Regions from separate parts of the Triticum aestivum genome. Here all the other regions are linked to region 1. Evidence: chromatin contacts called from public Hi-C data. All regions are on one chromosome and are shown on one strand. Each heading gives the region's core, a stretch centred on a gene start, on an enhancer-like site or on the middle of the called end of the contact. The rest is flanking DNA. Distances are from core to core; before and after follow the strand shown.

Region 1 (4,378 bases), core at 419-2,918:
ATTATGTATTAAAAAATTATCAGACTTGTATTTTAAAAAGATATTAATCAAGCATTTGAAAATGTAAAAATGTGTATAGAAAATTATTTGACCACCTATTCAGAAAATGTTAATCTTGTATCTGAAAATTATTAATCAAGCATTTGAAAAAAACTTTAAAATGTGTATACAAAAAATGTTGACCATGTAATAAAAAAGTTAACCTGGCATTTAAAAAATATTAAATGTGTATAAAGAAAATGTTCCTCATGTATACTAAAAATATACAATGTGTGTGGAAAAAGTTGATCATGTATTGATTAAATGTTAATAAAGCATTTAAAATTTTAAAAATGTATTTGAAAAATGTTAGTCAAGCATTTGAATTTTCCTAATGTGTACAGAGAAAATGTTGACCTTGTCTCAAATAAATGTAAATCTTGTGTTTTGCATAATGTTAATCAAACATTGAAAATGTCAAAATGTGTATAGAAAAATGTTGACCATGTATTCTAAAAATGGTAATTTTGTATTTAAAAAATGTTAATCAAGCATTTGAAAATCTTAAAAATGTTGACCATGTATGAAAAAAAAAATGAAACATGTATTTGAAGAATATTAAACATGTGTTAAAAAATATTCTTGACATGTAAGGAAAATATATGACAAAAACGAAAAGAAACAAAGAAAAAACATGAAAACCCCAAAAGAAACAAAATAACCAAAGAAAAAAAGAAAACCGAGGAAAGAAGTGCAAAAAGAATGGAAGACAGTCAAAACCGATACAAAAGCATAGAAAAACAGAAAAACAATGAAAACCGTTGGAAACTAGGAAAGAAACAAAAATCCAAAGAAAAAATGGAGGAAAGGAGAAAGAAAAAATGGAGAAAACCGTTGTGTACGAACGACTTAATTTATTCATTCTATTTTACATTCAAAATTATCTCTCCGTACACAAATATTAGATGTTTTGAATATTTTAATATAAACTACATGTAAATTGAAATTAGTGAACAAGCACATTAAAAATGCCAGAACGTCTTACATTTATGAACGAAGTATGTTGTTAACTACTACCTATGTCCTGGTTTATTGATCCCCATTGTAATCTGTGTCAAATTTTAACCATAAATTTAACTAATAAAATGTTTTTGCATGTCACCATAAATTATATCACTAAAAACTATGTTTAAATACGAATCCAATGATATAATTTTGTTGACTGCGCTAATATTTTGTCAGTTAAATATTTGATCAAAATTTAGCACAAATTTTAAAGGGACTAATAAACCAGAAACTCAGGAAGGAGATAGTACAATAGTATAAAGGTAGTTTCAGTTTCCTAGACTATTCTCAAATTCTGACATTGAAGACCGGTATGACAACAGCGTCAAAACTGAAATAGAAGACCTGAAAAACGAGAGGAGGAAAAAGCTACACAAATCCCATAAAGCTTGGCGCTACGCTGAAGTCATTTTCCCTAGCCAACTTCCCTTTGTCATCTTGCAAACGGCCCAGAGCTTGTCCACATCTCCACCCTCCCCATCCACAAGAAGGCCCAACCCAAGCTTTCAGGAGCCCCACCTGTCAGTAACCCATCTCAACCCTAGAACCGCCATTCCTTTACCTCCAACTTGACCCCACACGTCATCCACCCATCTACGCCCGAATATATATATACCCAGCTGGGCCTAAGCCCACCACGAGCCCCTTCCCCTCTCCAACCTCCCAAAAATAAAGGAGAAAAGAGAGAGAGAGAGAAACGCGAAACCCCAAATCGATGGCCGCCGCCGCCCTCCTCCGCCGCTCGCCGGCGGCGCGCGCTCTCCTTTCGCCGGCCCTCTCCTCCCGCCTCGTCGCCTCCAAGCCCCACTCCTCATCCCCCGCGCCGCCGCCCCCCTCATCGAAGCCAGCCAGCACCAAGACCTTCTCGATCTACCGCTGGGACCCGGACTCCCCGTCGACCAAGCCCCACCTCAAGGACTACAAGGTGGACCTCTCCGACTGCGGCCCCATGGTGCTCGACGCGCTCCTCAAGATCAAGAACGAGCAGGACCCGTCCCTCACCTTCCGCCGGAGCTGCCGCGAGGGCATCTGCGGCAGCTGCGCCATGAACATCGACGGCGACAACGGGCTGGCCTGCCTCACCAAGATCTCCTCGGAGGCGGCCGGGGCCTCCACGATCTCGCCGCTCCCCCACATGTTCGTCGTCAAGGACCTCGTCGTCGACATGACCAACTTCTACAACCAGTACAAGAGCGTGGAGCCGTGGCTCAAGCGCAAGGACCCGCCGGCGGCTGGAGGGAAGGAGATCTACCAGTCCAAGGCCGACCGCGCCAAGCTCGATGGCATGTACGAGTGCATCCTCTGCGCCTGCTGCTCCACATCCTGCCCGTCCTACTGGTGGAACCCAGAGGAGTATCTCGGCCCCGCCGCGCTGCTCCATGCCAACAGGTATACCCGCACCTTCCTCGTAGGCTCTTGATATCGTGAATTGTGATGATATGCTGAGTATGTTGCGTCTGTCTGCTGGATCTACTCGATTACTGAATGACATGTGATTGATCGGTTGGTGTGTCATGCTGTGAATTGGTTGTGCGATGATACGTAGGGTGGTTTTTATCTCGCTTAGGTAGTTGGGTGTGCAACTAAGTGCGTTTATTTATCTAGGAGAATGATTCGCTGGTCTGTTGTGAAGCTGAATTATTTGGTCCATTTTTTTTTGGAAATGGAGGCGTACCCCCGGCCTCTGCATCATAATGATGCATGCAGCCATCTTATTAAAAAGTTTCGAAGTAGCACAAAGTCATAAAGATTACAGCTCGCAAGCGGAGCAAAACAAAGAAAATGAAGACCATCTGTTACTGCCTGCTGAGCTGTGTAGATGACCATCGTTTGGTGGATAGTGTGAAATGCCCATTTGCTTCAAGATTGCCTTTACATTTTAGGGCTTAAGTGATTGTTTGTATATTTTTTTGGGTCCATTTATGCAAAGGATCATCTGTTACTTTTTTGCTAGCCCCCTGGCGAAGCGGTGTAGATGTTGTTTGGTGGATAGAGTGAAATGCCCATTTGGTTGAAGATTGCCTATACACATTAGGGCATCAGTGATTGTTTGTATATTTTTTGGGTCGATTCATGCAATGATCATCTGTTACTTTTTTGCTAGCCCCCCGGCGAAGCGGTGTAGATGATCATTTGGTGGATAGTGTGAAATTTCTGTTTGGTGACTGCTTCTATTCTCTTTTATCTGGTCTTTGGCTGATTGATTTGGAAGTTGATGCCGCTGCTGGAAATAATCATTAGTCTGTAGTTTTTGTAGTATGCTTCTTCACGACATTCTTGATGACATCGAAAGTACTAGTTTAGCTCCCCCCCCCCCCTAGTAGCCTGATTCTTGATGAGGCCTTGATTCGGAAGTTACTTTTATTTGTGGTGGCCTCTGTTTCAGTAGAGATCATTCTAGTTTCCCCTTTACCAGCAAATTATGGTTATGTTCTACCAAAATTAAAATGATAATTGTCTAATATATTTAATGCCTTTTTGCTGTAAGCTTTAGGATGTTGTTAAGTCCATGACACGTTCGCCCGTTCACCCTTTTTAGGCTTCCGGATTGGGGGACGCTAATGAAACCGAAACCCAGCATGCTTCCGCTGTGGGGGACGCTAATGAAACCAAAACCCAGCATGTTCATGCACGTCCAAGCTCGAGGATACCATGGGGTCTCAGTCTCAGAGAAGAGAAACTTGCGGGATCACAAACGTAGAATTCTTGCAGCAAAATATGAGCTGAGAGGAAAGCTTTATAAGGCTGTCTGTAGGGACCCTGAACTTCCATCAGATATGCGGGATAAGTTTCGCTATAAGTTGTCCAAGCTGCCAAGAAATAGTAACATGACACGTCTTAGAAACCGCTGTATTTTCACGGGCCGCTCTCGTGGTGTCTACCAGAAATTCCGCATGTCCCGTATCGTGTTCCGCACCTTGGCAAATAAGGGTGAACTGATGGGTGTTAAGAAAGCGTCTTGGTAGATGTTAAGAGCTGGGTAGAACAAAGAACTAGCTCTTCAGTAGTCCAGCAAAATAAGGTTGCCCTCTTTCAGTGTTTGATTCCTGAAACTATTTGTCAAGCTTTGTTTTGCCAGCAAACGGCATGGTTTTCTCTTTATTTAGTTGAAGCAGTGTAATGTACTGTTTTTCATGCTATTCAGCATTTATGAAGCTAAAGATTCTATTGTTCAAGGTTTCTAAAAGCTGGCTGTTTGATTCAATATTTATCTGATCTGACTTTATTTGATGTGTGCACTGAGATTTTATATCTGATTCTCTGTTATATCATATTGTAATTAAGCTTGTCTGTTGACTGTTATAACCAGTAAAGGCTATAGTGGAAGTGCCAC
Region 2 (4,756 bases), core at 1,650-4,149, 520 kb before region 1:
TGCACAATTAATAGCATGATTATCAGAAAAATAGACACCTGTAATCAGAGATTTGTTTCATAATGATATTTGATATAGGGAACAATTTGAGATATTCGGCATTAATGCAGCATGCCTTTTTCAGACAGAGAACACGAGGTACCTGTTTGACTCTCTGTGAACATGCTTGAAACTGCAGTATCATCTAGGGCTTCTAGGCAGTAAGGCTCTCTCATATTGAACTGTAACAGAGCGGCGGTGAGCCAAGTGGACTGGTTCTTCGTGGTTTTCAATTGCTTTTCGGTTTCAGAAAGTATTTCCAGCGCATTCCTAAGTTTGTGCACGTCCACATCAGCAGCTGAGAAGTTGCACAGACAGGGTTAGACAGATATGGAAATAATAGATCCATGTACACTGTAAGCTTATATACACACATAGGGATAGTGCTATAAATCATCAACAAAATCGCAGATTTGTGTGCCGCTATGTCTCATGTAGCTCGCACAACTTTAAAGTTTGCCTAGGAAGGGAAGTGCACGTACATGTATTTTTGCCAGTAACTTTCCTAACTTCTGAAGAATCTGAGGGTTGCTTCGCAGCTAAAATATCCATGATAAGATTTGCAAGCTGAGCCAATAGCTGCATGGGATCGACCTTTGAACTCAAAAGCTCCCTAGCCCTCCGAACAATGGTAGCAGCATCTGATGACATAGACAGATTAAGAAGATCAAGCAACTCTTCATCTGAGACATCACCTATCTGCCAAAATATAATTGGAGGTTATTTATAGGTTCAAAGAAGAAAAAAGGATAACATATTTTCTGATGATATATATGAAGCTAGAAAGCTTGAGTAAATCAACTTACTAGGTCGTATGTTACTGATTTGCTGATCCTTTTTCCGAGCAGAGTTAATTGGTCAAGCATTTGAACTGCATCCCGAATGGAACCACTTGCCTTGCGAGCAAGAAGCTCCAGCGCTTCGGCTTCGAACTCCATACCTTCTTTTGTGCAAATCTTGCTCAACCGGCGGACAATATCTGCATCATCTATCTTGCAAAACCTATAGCTCTGGCACCATCCAGCGGAGTTGCTTGGTAGTTTATCGATGTCGGATGTTATCATGACAAATATTGAGCTTGCAGGGATCCCTTCAAGGCTACTGTAGATGGAGTACCATCCCTCCTTATCCATATGTTGGCAATCATCTACAATAAGTACCTTGAAGTGCGAAGAAGCAGGAATTTCACAGGCATTCCTGAGCAAGACAGCAACTCTAGATTTGCAATCCAGTTTGGAAGCATCAACCTCTACCACACTGTTGCTGTTTCCTGAGAATATGGCCACGCATTCCTCGCAGTGCCCACAAGGTTGGTTCCCACCTGGAGAGAGGCAATTCAGCGCCGCTGCAAATACCCTAGCCGCGGATGTCTTGCCAATGCCGTGCGGGCCGTGGAGGAGATAGATTGGAGCAAGCTTTCCTTGAGAAACAGCGTTTGAAAGAGACTGTGCAACAACATTCTGTCCAGCCAGCTCAGAGAAAGACTTTGGCCGGTACTTCTGGAGCAAGCTTCTTGCGCCTTCCTGGGGCTCACTCCGGCCGAGCTCTTCCCCTTCAATCACCAGAGAGAAAGCCCTGTCCTTGGCAGCTCTCGACATCCCGGGGATCGCAGAGCAGCAGTTCTGGTTATGAAGCGCCGCCTTCACCCGCGCGTTGGCCTTGATTATGTTGATCGGAGAGTTGGCGAGGCGGCCGCCAAACTCCTCCCTCCTCCTCTGGACATGATCATACATGTTGTAGCTGAAGCTGTGCCTGCCGTAATTGCTTGCCTCCACGTCATCTTCCTCGAGGGAACACCCCTCCCAGATGGTCTTCTTGGCCGAGAACTTGGCCAGCGAGTTGGTGTCTGGGTCCCTCAGAGATCTGGACCTCATGACAGCGACCAGAGCCCTCGAAATCGGGATATCAACCGAATGCCTCCTCCCCTCAATCATCTTGCAAAGCTTCCGCAGGCTGATAAGACTGCAGACAGCTGAATCCTGCAATGCTGACGAGTCTTTAGGAACAATGTTGACTTGTGACAAGGAAAGCACATGCATTGCACGCTAACACGAAATTTTGAAACATGAAGCAGATTCCCCATCTAAAATTTCCATCTATTTTTAGATATTTGGTAACAGGAAATGCAGGCCGTGGACCGCGATTTTTCAGGAAACAGACTCCCTCCCGCTGCGATTTACCCTAACAGCATTTACCGCGCAGACAATCAATCTTGGGAGCAGAAAAGGATAGAAATTGGGTGTACGGTTTTGAGCAAATCAATCTTGCACTGGTAAAAAAAAAGAGAGAGAGAACTCGCAAAGAAGAAGAAACAAAATCGTAAATGCAGAACGCATCTGAGAAGAGAAAACAAGAGGAGAGAAAAAACAACCTGGGAATTGAGGTTCTTGGAAGAAAAACCTGGCAGCGGGGGGATTTAAAAAAGGGAGACGGGAGCGCAATTCCCCATAGAGGAATGCACCTCAAAGAAGGAAAAGAAAACGAAGAATCAGAGCATCTCGGCGACACGCGAACCGAACAACCAGAAGGAAACCAAGCAGGAACAGAAGAGGGAAGGTCGGGATTCGAACCGAAAGAAAGCTTACCCTACGTCCCTACCACCGCGAAGCCGGCCACCGCCACCGCCGCCGCCGACGAGGAGAGGAAAACCGGCACAGCCTTTAGGCACCGCCACCGCCACGCTCCAGTTCGCTCCCGGTATTTACCACCACCGCCGCCGCCACCGCATTAATAACGCGAGCGAAGCGGAGGGAGGCGGGGTGGAGGGGCCGCAGGAGCAAGAAGAAGACGAGGGGCAGCGCAGTGGCAGGGCGCGTAAATTCGCCCGAAGTCGACGGATGGTTAGCCCCGCGAGGCCTGGGTGGAGACTGGAGTAGAGGAAATCGGAGGCCGGCCGCGCCTCGGGCTGCGTGCCATCGCTCATCGGTGGCTTTACAGCCGTAGATTGGTGTGAACAGCAGGGGCATGCTCGTCTTTTACCGAGAGGATTGCGCGGCTCCGTCACGGCCGAATCATAACGGACGGGGCAGTGGCCGTGCGCCGAGTCCATGACAGGTTGGACCCGGGCCCACGCGTCGGCGACCGAGGGGCGCGTGAGGATGGCGTCAGATTTACTGTTGCTGATGGCGGGGGCGGGGGCTCGTGACCCCACCGCTTCTCTGTGCTCTGCTCGTCCTTTGCTCATCCTTTACTGCCAGAATAACTCTGTTTCGCCCAAAAGCAAAATTTGGCTTTCCTGGCGTGGCCTCGTTTTTGTTTCCTGCGTAAATTGCACATCAAACGGCAATCACAGTACCGTTTGAAACGCCGGGTTTCCTTATTTGTTTGACAGCACGCAATTGCCCTTGTACCCCTGTTTTTGTCCAACTGCACGCACGCTCGCTCGCACGGATGGTTGCCGAATCCGGAGTACAATTCTGAAGATTTGTGGAGATCAATCAAGAGGAAATTATGTGTTTCAGACGGACATGTATATTATGATGGCACAAGATCGTCTTTTCCCATCCGAGGGCATCTCATCATCGTCTGATTTTTTTGTTTTTGTAGGAGTAGTTGATTTGTTTATCATCTGATTTGGAGCCTACCCATGTTATGGAATTGTGATGGTTGCACTGTTCTCTGTTTTGTATGCAATGCAGCACCCACCTTGAGCATTTGTTTCTTGTGCCAGGAGATGGAGGGTGGAATGGATGTCTGGGACCTTCTTTTTCTCTAGAGCACATGTTCGCGGTATTATTTATCTCTCTCTTCTTTTAACGGGGATACGACACAGGGGGGCCAAGGTTAGTTAGGTGCGGCGATGTGTTTACTCGTTTTCTAATCACCATTTCATTACTACTGCTAGTGATTAGGCAACGAAGGCAGGGCGCTGGTGATGAGCTAGTAGTCTCGACTCTGCTCGCTGCGCTGCTGAAACAAATGTTGGCTTTAATCATGAGATTAGCCCGCCATTTAAGATATGATCGCATCATCGTGCCCGAATCTACAGGGTAAGCACTCCCAAATCAGACAGTTCCTCGTGCTTATCTTTTTCTTTGAAAAATAATACTATGAAGTTTAGCCGGCCTGTGTTCTTAATCATGCTAGATCAGTACAGTAGGCTCCTGTGATTAAAAACAGGAGCCTGGCTAGCCTAACAGCGACGGTGTGCGTAGCTATCCGTGAAAAGGTCCCACTTTTGGTTTGACCCTTGGTTTGGCTTCCATACAACCTATGGTCTAGGAGCAAACAGTGCTGAGCACGACACTAACATCTTGTGATACTGCATGCTCCTTCACCTCGATATAGGCACTTTCTTATGGGTACTAGTAATTCATTTGAGTATTAAGCTAGTAGATAAAATGAATCAGCTTGACAAAGTATAATCGACAAAGTGCGGCGCTTCTACAGTGGGAATTGCTGGACTGGGCTGGGATGGAATCCCATGCATGCAATTCCGCTACGGACACATGCCAGCAAAAGCTGGAAAAGAATCCTCTATCTTTCTCCCATCTCCATGCTCCATGCCACCTCTCTCTCCCATTTTCCCTCTACCATCTTGTTTGTGAAGAAGATGCACATGCACGCGCTGTGAAAGTCTGCAGTACAGAGAGAAGGGGGCCGTGTGTCGCGCTGTGTGTGGACTGTTGGAGCAGACAGGACAACAAGTGTTCCATCCATCCATCTGTCCACGACACGGCAAATGGCAAGGGTAAAATCCACCTTTCTTCAAGACACA
Region 3 (4,308 bases), core at 1,352-3,851, 1.0 Mb before region 1:
CTAAGAAGGTTTTTCCAATCCGCCAAGGCACCAACCCTAAACACGTACGACATAAGTTTGCATTGTCAAAATGTTGCCCTAGTTTAGCAAATCAAGCATGACAATTTCGCTTGCTCTCACAAGAGAAAACACAACGGAAATCATCCATTGATAAATACCTCTTTTTTTCGACAGCATCCATTGATAAATATCATGTGAAGTATGATTGCATATCTCAATTTCAAGGTATGAGATTCCTATCCAGGGTTGCCGCCCGGTATTGATAAATATCTTAGTACAATTAGAAATTATACTTTTTTTGGTAGGGACCTAAAATTGAACTAACAATATAGCAAAAGCAGATATCGCAATAATCTAAAATGTTTAATAATTTCTTTGCATGCAATCCTAAAAAAAATGCATGCCATAGATAGTCATGTTTTTTCTTTGTAAAGATTCACATGTTTTTAGGTGAAGATTCACATGTTTATAGCTTAAAGTGAACCCGCACCTTTTTTTTTGCAAGAATTTACGAGCAGCGCTACATGTTGATTGGGTGATGATCCGAAAAGACCGATCGCTTCGTTGTTGGATGGAGCATATAATAGCCGTCTGATTGCCATGTGATCTTTTTTTTAACACGATTGCCATGTGAGCTTTGCTACAACTACATAGCGACTTACAAAGGAAAGGCCTCCGTAATTAGTTGGCAGGTTTTGTTTGGTTTTCATTAGGCGCACAGGCCCACCCTGAAAATTAGAGGGGGGACAATTTAGATGGTGTTTGGTTCTCTAGTCCTAGGACTTTTTCTAGTCTCTAGAACTTTTTGAAAAAGACTCTCATGGAGGTGCTTCTAAGAACTTTTAGCAAAAAGTTTCAAAAAAATCCCTCCATGTTTGGTTTGCTAGAGACTTTTTTTAGTCCCAACATAAAAAAGTCCCTGAAACCAAACACCTCCTTAGTTTTTTCATGGTACTACGTGTCTCCTTCATATCATAAAGATTATAGTATAAGTCACATAAAGACTGACATGACAAAAATGAAAAAGATAGCAGAACGTTCCTGAGCTGGACACCAACGCCTGTCACCTGCCTCTGGCACCACCACAGCAGCCACCGAAAGAAAAAAAATGACGGATCATCTCCTCAACCGAACTCGACGTGGCCCCATCACTGATATGCAGCTTTGCGGACCTCCAAGGTGGCTCGCCAAAGGCAAAGCCATTATCGTTGAACGAATCAGACCGGGGCAACACCCCGGACACGCCATCAAACTTCAGATCTGGTACCTCCACAGTTTAGTTAGGGGAGAAGGGTAATTAGGTAGGTTACGTACAAAGCTTTCGTAGGTCTAGCATCCTTGGTTAGTCTTTGTAACAAGGTTAGTGTTGCGCTCGTTCGCTGCAACAGGAGCCTTGTCGTAGCATCCCCAAACCGTTCCGTTCCTTCTGAAACAAGACCCCTGTTGCAGGAAAAAAATTGTGCTGCTGCACCCCGGTCCGACAAAGCATGGCTAGCCTTTTGCAACAAGGGTAATGTTGCCCTCGGGCCCTTTGCAATAAGAGGCTTGTTGCAATCACCCCAAAACATTTCCTTATGACACACGACCTAAAACCCCCCCTTTGTTGCTGCTAGGAAAACAGAGTCGGAGTGGCCTCCATCGACGGGGACATGTGTCTTCGTCATCGTCGCGGAGATTTATGTCGGTCGTCACCACTGCAGGAACTAGCCGCCGATGTGTGTCGTATGCATTGGTCATCGCCGCTGTGGATCCAGCCACCGCTGCAGGTCGAGGAGCTGTGTTGCAGACATTGTGGATCCAGCCGCGACCGCCTTCCTTACCCTAGCCACTCTGCAACAGACTAACTGACTGTTGTGCTTGAAAGGTTTGCAACAAGGATGGTGTTGCAAAACTCGTTTTGGGTCGGGGTTGTTGCGGGTCGTCGGATCAGATTCTGATTTGGGGTCCCGAGGCGGTCGACCCGCGCAAAGTCATCAATCAGGCGATTGTGCGCGCAACGTCATCAATCAACTGAGCGGTCTTCTTCTCTCACCTCAATAAATTATACTCCCTCCGTTCCTAAATACTTGTCTTTCTAGGCATTTCAACAAGTAACTACATACGAAGCAAAATAAATGAATCTATACTCTAAAATATGTCTACATACATCCGTATGTAGTAGTCATTTAAAATGTCTAGAAAGACAAATATTTAGGAACGGAGGGAGTATATTTTATTCTCCTCCAAGAAATTCACGAATGAACACGGCATGGCATATGTGGTGAGCACCCATGAAACAACAAAAGGAAACTCTTTGTCCAAACAAAAAACAAAAGGAAATTCCGAAATGAACATATAGGACAGGATACCATCCTCCATGTGCACCCCAATAATTGCTGTTCCACCACGCCAAAACACCACCTCGTCTCACCGACTGACCGCGTGGACCCACACATCATGTTCATTCCCCTCCAGAGCTAAACGCACCTGTCTCCCAATTGGCCGGACGCGCCGTGCCGTTACCCCCGAACCCACCTGTCAGTGAGGGGTCCTGCCCCTCACAGTCTGGAACGCTCCGCGTGCCACCGACGTCCGGGCCCATCTGGCCCACACGTCGGTTCCGTGCGCGCGGGTATAAACCCCACCGCTGCTGCTGCGGCGACGACTTCCTTCCCACCTCGCCGCAAACCACCGCTTCGGTTTCTGCGGCCACCACCTCCGCACACCCCCGGCTATCGCGGCATCGAGGGAGGGTGCTTGCCGTCGCGCCGCCGACGCGTAGCGCGGTGTGAATGAATGGTGCGGCCTCTTGGCCTTCTCGTGGATCTGAGCTGTTCCTGCCGGGGTGGTGAGGAGTAGACGGACGGACGGACGGACGGACGGACCGACGGGAGGTTCCCGAAATGGCGGTTTCGGCCAAGGAGCGCAAGCTGAGCAGGCTCGGCAGTGGTAAGGCGGCAAACGGAGGAGGAGGAGGAGGCGGGAGCTTCGGCGCGAGGGGTGGTCACCGGTCGCCTGCGGCGGGGGGACGGCGGCGGCTGTTCGCGGTGTTCTTCGCGTTCCTCTGCGCCGGCGCGGTCGTCTTCGGCGGGGTGCACGCCATTGGAGGTGAGCCGCTTCCCCTGCCCCTGGAATCTGGAGCCCGCGTGGGCCAAATCGGTTTGGGATTAGGTAGGATAGTAGAATTATTTATTTTCTCACGGGAATCTCGTGGCAGAGGGTGGTGGGATCATTTCAAATGATTTTGACAGAAAGAACACACAAAAAGAACATTTTTTACATGCGAAATTTTGTTTGGGTTCGATGTTCATCGTCTGGATGGTGAAAAATGGAAGTTGGACTGTTTCTCGCGAGGTTGCCGTTAGATCTGATTGGAGTCCTACCATTCACGGGAAAAATTGCAGTTCTTATCACTCGACTCTTGCCTCGATTATAGCAGCTTGCCGTTTCTGAATTGTAACGCTAGCCATCCAGTCAGTCACATGCTGCTACCTTTTGACTGATTGATCCCAGAATAGAACGCAAATGCCTCACGTCGTCACATGAAGAATTTAGGCACGCTAAATCCGTTTGGCTATTTCTTCCTGTGATTGCTAATTGATCTCGTCTTCTTGTGATGGATGCAGCGTCCTTCCGGCCGGTGCTCTTGACGGCCTGGCCGTCGGCGACCCTGAACGCCCTCTCCTCGGAGCGCCGGGTGCAGCAAGCTGGAGGCAACGGTGCCGGCACCATTTCACCGTCTGTCCAAATCCGGCATGCTGTCGCTCTGCCGGACCATCTTCTCGTAATCCTCGGTGACGGATCATTGCTGCCAGCTCCCGGGCACTTCGAGTGCCTGTACTCCACTGCCAACTCAACGCAGCTGCGTCGTCGTCCCCTCTCAGTTGCTGCCTTGCCAGATGGACCAAGCCTCGTCCATTGCCCTGCCGGACCGTCTGGGATGGCTGTGTCCCTGTCGCTGTCCCAGTCACCTCCGGTGACACCATTCCAATGGGATCAGCTCGTGTACACCGCACTTCTTGACAGCCGGGACAACTCCACCGTTGTGTTTGCCAAAGGGATGAACCTCCGTCCAGGCCGTCTCGGTGTGCCATCACGGTATGAGTGTGTCTTTGGCCGGGACCTGTCAAAGCCGAAGCTCGTTGTCACCTCCCCTGTGGTTTCTGCTGCACAAGAGACATTCCGGTGTGTGACACCTGTCCGCATTCGCCGGTACCTCAGGATGACAGCTGATGGAAACATCAACAGAAACAGTGATGGCAAGCCTATGCTGGTCTCCATCAGGACTAAGGGCCGGGGGAGCTCTACACTCCCCTCAATCGCGCAACC

What was found. A called contact is a pair of places that touch in the nucleus more often than the background predicts.
Region 2: a Hi-C map of leaf shows a contact between it and region 1, with 4 times the contacts expected there. The contact joins the promoter of LOC123159131 here to the promoter of LOC123156079 in region 1. A contact is called at or near these places in 3 of 5 Hi-C or Micro-C datasets (all in leaf) and 1 of 1 datasets of contacts at active chromatin or transcription factors (leaf).
Region 3: a contact with region 1 is called in a Hi-C map of leaf, with 4 times the contacts expected there. The contact joins the promoter of LOC123157271 here to the promoter of LOC123156079 in region 1. A contact is called at or near these places in 2 of 5 Hi-C or Micro-C datasets (both in leaf).

The regions. Positions count from the first base shown.
Region 1 is chr7B:399,082,142-399,086,519 of IWGSC CS RefSeq v2.1, forward strand. LOC123156079 (succinate dehydrogenase [ubiquinone] iron-sulfur subunit 1, mitochondrial) reads left to right here and starts at 1,669. Exons shown (of 2, transcript XM_044574241.1): 1 at 1,669-2,433. The coding sequence starts at 1,760.
Region 2 is chr7B:398,555,990-398,560,745 of IWGSC CS RefSeq v2.1, forward strand. LOC123159131 (protein STICHEL-like 2) reads right to left here and starts at 2,900. Exons shown (of 6, transcript XM_044576956.1): 1 at 2,625-2,900; 2 at 846-2,018; 3 at 522-738; 4 at 143-337. The coding sequence starts at 1,973.
Region 3 is chr7B:398,082,809-398,087,116 of IWGSC CS RefSeq v2.1, forward strand. It overlaps LOC123157271 (glycosyltransferase family 92 protein Os08g0121900), which reads left to right and starts at 2,602. Exons shown (of 2, transcript XM_044575528.1): 1 at 2,602-3,087; 2 at 3,606-4,308. The coding sequence starts at 2,883.